Linked DNA regions of Mus musculus: region 1 is linked to region 2. The links are chromatin contacts, called in public HiChIP or PLAC-seq maps. All regions are on one chromosome and are shown on one strand. Each heading gives the region's core, a stretch centred on a gene start, on an enhancer-like site or on the middle of the called end of the contact. The rest is flanking DNA. Distances are from core to core; before and after follow the strand shown.

Evidence for each region. HiChIP or PLAC-seq counts read pairs in DNA pulled down with a chosen protein or histone mark.
Region 1: an H3K27ac HiChIP or PLAC-seq map of VIP interneurons shows a contact between it and region 2, with 5 times the contacts expected there. The contact joins two enhancer-like sites. A contact is called at or near these places in 1 of 15 datasets of contacts at CTCF or cohesin (the NIH/3T3 cell line), 3 of 484 Hi-C or Micro-C datasets (embryonic fibroblasts, neural progenitor cells and ventricular fibroblasts) and 1 of 115 datasets of contacts at active chromatin or transcription factors (VIP interneurons).

What each region holds. Positions count from the first base shown.
Region 1 is chr14:28,932,119-28,934,818 of GRCm38.p6, reverse strand. The region is part of intron 35 of Cacna2d3 (calcium channel, voltage-dependent, alpha2/delta subunit 3); the gene reads left to right. Among named protein-coding and RNA genes, the nearest start is that of Lrtm1, 85 kb to the left of the region's middle. Within about 2 kb of position 1,443, at least 3 of the 459 cell types and tissues checked have an H3K27ac peak or open chromatin away from gene starts, as enhancers often do. A contact at or near this core is called in VIP interneurons, where this site is marked.
Region 2 is chr14:27,797,352-27,800,051 of GRCm38.p6, reverse strand. The region is part of intron 4 of Erc2 (ELKS/RAB6-interacting/CAST family member 2); the gene reads right to left. Among named protein-coding and RNA genes, the nearest start is that of Gm45645, 42 kb to the left of the region's middle. Within about 2 kb of position 1,306, at least 12 of the 459 cell types and tissues checked have an H3K27ac peak or open chromatin away from gene starts, as enhancers often do. A contact at or near this core is called in VIP interneurons, where this site is marked.

The DNA of each region.
Region 1 (2,700 bases), core at 194-2,693, 1.1 Mb before region 2:
GTCTAAAAAGAGTGTGAAGTTTTATGAATTTTCCAGAACATTTCCTTACCTCTTGATAACCCTACCCTCTTGGCTAAGGAAATGAGCTAGTCCACAGAGGTTTCCCTGGAAGAAGAACCAGTTGTAAAGTGTAATGCCTGGATCTTGCTGAAAGTAATTAATCAGAAATAAAACCTTAAGTACATGTCACATTTAGAGGCTTGGGTGCCTTATTTTGTTTCAACACTGGGGTAAGCTACTAATTCTTAAGGTAAAGTGGCTTCTCTCTCTCTCTCTCTCTCTCTCTCTCTCTCTCTCTCTCTCTCTCTCTGTCTCTCTCTCTGTTTTGTTTTTTAGTCTGTGATTTTCCTCTTGCTAACACCACTCATTGCTTTTCGTAAAAATTCTACTGCCATCATTTTCACTTTGGGATCTGTGCAGAGATTCGCTCATCTTCCTGCAAGCTCCCAAAGCCTTGGCTCCACTCTCCTCTCTCATCACCCCTCCCCTCGTGCCTTTCATTTATCCCCTAGACTGAAGGAAAGTAATTGGTCTGGAAGCTGTGTTGACATGCTCCATGGGCTATAGTTCAGAGGACCGTAGTTCAGAGATGCTGAGTTCTTAGGGAGGACTCCAATTTCCCATCGAGGTCTCAAACTGGGTGGGCAGTTTACCCTGTGGGCTCAGACTTTCCCAGCAGAGTTTGCAGGTGTTCCTAACAAGCCTGCCTTCTGCAAGTCACCTGTAGAATGCACACATTGCAAGAAGGAGAGCTGGACATTTCCCTAAAATCAGTGCCAAGAGGGTGAGCTCTGGGGCTGGACTGTAGGCTGGGCCACCACACTTAACAGCACAAAGACCTCAACCAGTTATTACATGTTCTGTTTGCTCACCTCTGCATGGGCAATGATTGTTTCTTGTTTGTTTCGTAAGATGTATGAGGCTGAGGGAGTTGCTTAGTTGGTAAACCACTCGCCCTGTAAGTCTAAGAACCCACACTTTATCCCAATGACCCACATTAAAAAGGAGGAGGTGGGGAAGATGAAGAAGAAGAGGGGGAGGAGGAAGAGGAAGATAACAGGATGTGTTAACGTACACTTATAATAATAATAATGCCAGAACTGGGGAGGTAGACAAGAGATCCCTGGGCCTTGCTGGCCAGCCAGCCTATCTAAATTTGTAAATACCAGGTCAATGAAGAGCCCTGTCTCAAAGGAGTTAAACAACATTTCAAGGGCTGACCCAAGGTTATCCCCCAGCCTCCACACACACGCATCCCCACAGATACATCCCCTCTAACACACTTTAAAAAGAAATAATATGTGTTCCTCATCCTTAGCACAGTGTTTAGCAAAGAGTAAATGCTTTGTAAATTGGAGAGATTTTTTTAAACAGAGCACAGTCCACCCCAGGCTCTGTGTTGACAGGGATACGGGGAAACCACAGGACTCCTGGCAGGCTCCTCTTCCCCTGTTCCCAGTGTAGGGTCCAGCTCCATTTTAGTCAGGAAGAAGAGATGGGGGTACTTTGCTGCAAACAGATCTCACTAGATCTCAGTAGCTCTTGGTTTCTTGCCCTTTTCTGGGTCTACTTGACAGCTCTCAGTTAAAAAAAAAAAACTTTGGAATTCTGAACTTGAAGCTCCACACAGTCAGTAATATTTAAATACTTCATTAACCAAATTAGATACAGATTTTGCCAGTGGAGAACACTGGTGTCATGAATAATGTAATTTGTAGGTGTTAAAATGTAACAGTTTTTAACCACTTAATTTGGAAGCCTACACTAATTGGTTGAAATATTTTGTATCTTTTGTTCTAAAGAGCCTTGCCAAAGATCTGTCCCCAATTTTATGTAAAACTAGCAGCTACATGTGATGTGATTTGTTTGCCTATCACAGAGTCAGTAGGCTTCCCAAGAGGGGTGGTACCTCTATGGTGACAGAGGCTAGATTTCTGACTTTCCTCATTGGTGAGACAAAATACCTGGTCAAAGAAACTTGATTGATTTGGGCTCACAGTGTGGAGGGGCAGGCATGGCAGCAGGAGTGTGGGACAGCTGGTCACATTGTGTCAACAACTCGGAAGTAGGGAAAGGTGGATGTTGGTGTTCAGTTTGTTTTTGTAGTGTGGGATTCTAGCCCATGGGATGGTGCTCCCTACATTTAGTGTGGGTCCTCCCACCTGAATGACCCTAGTCAAAAAACAGATCTATTCCCTAAGATTGTGTTTTCAAGTGGACAGCATTAGCCATCACAGGTACTCTGAATCTTTGTTCCCTCATACTGTCCCTTACTGTTCCCTGTGACTTGGAATTGGAGAACCAAAGGGATTCCTCCCTTTGAATTTTCCCCTGCTACACTCAAGTAGCCACCGAAAGATGGCAGCCCCCCAGCCCCGTGTGTTCTGTGTGTTCTTGTACCTCCTCTTTTGCACCTCAGCAAGTAGATGCTAGAAAGTTCTAGATCCTAAAAATGGGGTCATTCTATCACGACTCCATCCAGCCTTTGTTTTTCTTTTCTCCTCCTCCTCCTCCTCCTCCTCCTCCTCCTCCTCCTCCTCCTCCTCCTCCTCCTTCTCCTCCTCTTCCTCCTCCTCCTCCTCCTACTCTTCTTCTTCTTCTCTCTCTCTTTTTAACAATTTGTCATATGTCAAGTCTCTGCCCCCTAATATAAGTCTGCTTTCCTTTTTACTACCGGAGTTGGCGGCAGGGGAGTGGGGT
Region 2 (2,700 bases), core at 57-2,556:
TGGCATGAATAGTCCAGCATCCTAGAAAAACCCTCACCCTCAAGCAACTCGATGGCAGCTCACTGTGGTAATGCTCATTGCCAAGCTGACAGCACCTAGAGTTATCCAGGAGATGGGTCTCCGGCCATGCTGTGGGTAGTGTCTTAACTGTGTAAACTGCCTAGAGAAGACACGTGGTAATTGTGAGAGGAACCATTCCCTGTCTGTGGACTGCAGATGCAATGTGGCCAGCTCCTGACACTGAATTTCCAACATGATGATGGGGAACCAAGTCAAGTCCTTCTCCCTTGTGTTGCTTTGGTCAGGATGTTGTGTCACAGCCAACAGGAAAGGAAACTAAGACAGAGAGTCAACAGAAAAGTAGCAACATTCAAATATCCTCAGGGCACACACTCAGAAATGTGATTGTTCTGCACAAGTGCTTGAGGAGGCCACTGACCAGATCCATCCCTTCTGCTTCCCAGAAATGTGAAAATAAACATACGTAGCCTCACGGTCCACATCTGTGAAAGCAAAACTATGTGACCTTCATTGGTAAGCTGTGTAAGTGCTAACTGGATGCTGTGCATGGGCCCAAACTAAATGTTCTACTAACTATGTAATATGCCGTATATATACATGCACTTATACATATATATGTATATATAGAGATATAAACAAATACATTTTCTTACCATTATATCGCTATGACATTGTAATCCTATCATTCAGTTTTAGCATATTATTTGCAAACTTCATGATCAAACTGTTTTCCCTTAAAACACAACTTACACTCCATTGAAAATCTTGCTATAGTCAAAGCTACAAAAATGATATCACAAAATAAATAAATAAATAAATAAATAAACAAACCCTCTAGGTAAGACTACAGGCAAGCCTCTAGGTAAGTAAGTGCCTCTAGGCAAGCCACTGGAAATTACTAATTGGGGCACATGCAAACACAAGGTGAACAACCCAAGAGTTTATCAGCTGAACATAAAAAGCGTACTTCCTCCACCTCCCGCCCCATCGGCAGCTGCATTCTCTCTCCTGCTCTGCTCATTCGGAAGAGTCCTCTGCCAGCTGCAGCACCGATCCTGCCACATCCAAATGGGCCAAGGAGAAAATGTCACGCCCTTTATTCAGTTACTATTCAGATGCAGCTGCATTGAAGCTGTAGACTTTCTAAACAACACAATGGAAGTAACAATGGAAAGCTGCAAGAACATGTGTGAACTGGCTCAATTCAAGAACCTAACCGTGAGCCAGCAAAGCTGTTCACAGAGCCAACGCTAAGCTTCGTGAACAACCCTTGCCTCCAGAAAACCAGTTCCCGAGGACAGCACACGCTAAGTGCATCCTCATGCCTAAGAATAGCACACCACCTCCCAACCCCAAACCAGTACCAGCTGAACGTCCACCATACCCAGCCAACTGGATCCTTCTGCAGACCCTAATTGCTGCCTGCTGGACCCATGTTGGCAAGCTTGTACCTCCTCAATCATTTCTCCACCTGAGAAGGATGGCAGCAGACATAACAGCTATTGGCAGCAGCTTCAAGATGAGAAGGATATTCAAGAGCATCCCTTTCACGGAGGAGTCTTTTTCCATATTCATGAATTATGAAATACATTCTATTTCTCTCTTGGCTCTTATCCCCATTCTTTCGTCTGGGATAACGAAGTATATTATTTTTCGCAGCAAAGTAGAACTCCCACAGAAAGCTGAATTGGCAGGTCTCCTGCTAGCTTACATTGCCTCTGTAAAAATTAGAAAAGAAACTCCCCTTGTTCTACAGCTTACTTCCATTTTTCTAGAGCACCCCTGCCATAGACAGGGTTTGTTAGAATAAAGGAATGTGTTGGCATCTTCTGACACACTGTCCTCCGAATACATACGTGCAAATCTCCAGTTGCCACAATATTAACGGTATCCCTTAGAGCTGTACAGTGCCCATCAGCTCCCACAGAGGCTCTGTGTCATGCCCCATCACAACCAGCTTCACAGCACTTTAAATAAACTATACACAGGTATTATTTAACTAGGGATATACTCCGAGAAATGCAACGCTAGATCATCTTATTGCTGGGTGAACACCAGTGAGTGTGCTTAAGCAACTCTAGGTGGTAAACCGCGCTGTGCAGCTCAGTTCTAGGACATAGTCAATTGGCTCTAGGCCTCAAATCAGCACAGCATCTTACAGGCAAAACAATGGGATGGCAAGTACCTAGGCATCTAAACATTTGACAGCTGGGACATCGCTGGTTAACAAAAGTATTTCCACTGTTATACGTTTACTCAACTGCTATCATTTGTGTGGTCTCTCATTGGCCATTATATAATTATGTGGCACGTGGCTCTTGGGAGGGATCTGCACATCTCTTCTGACAAGCCAGATTCAAATACTGTATGTGTGTGTATAGCTATAGCTCTGTTACTGTATTGTATGCTATTTTTCATTATTCTCTTACTTTTGAGATTATAATATATTATTTCTTCCTTCCCTTTCTTACCCCCAAGCCCTCCCATATACCCCTTTTCTGCACTCTTCCAAATATACATATACATATATTTGTGTATGTGTGTGTAAATATATAATACACATAAACACACACACATACATATATATACATATATATATAATACACACACATACATATATACATATATATAATACACACATACACATATATATACACACACATATATATATGTGTAAAC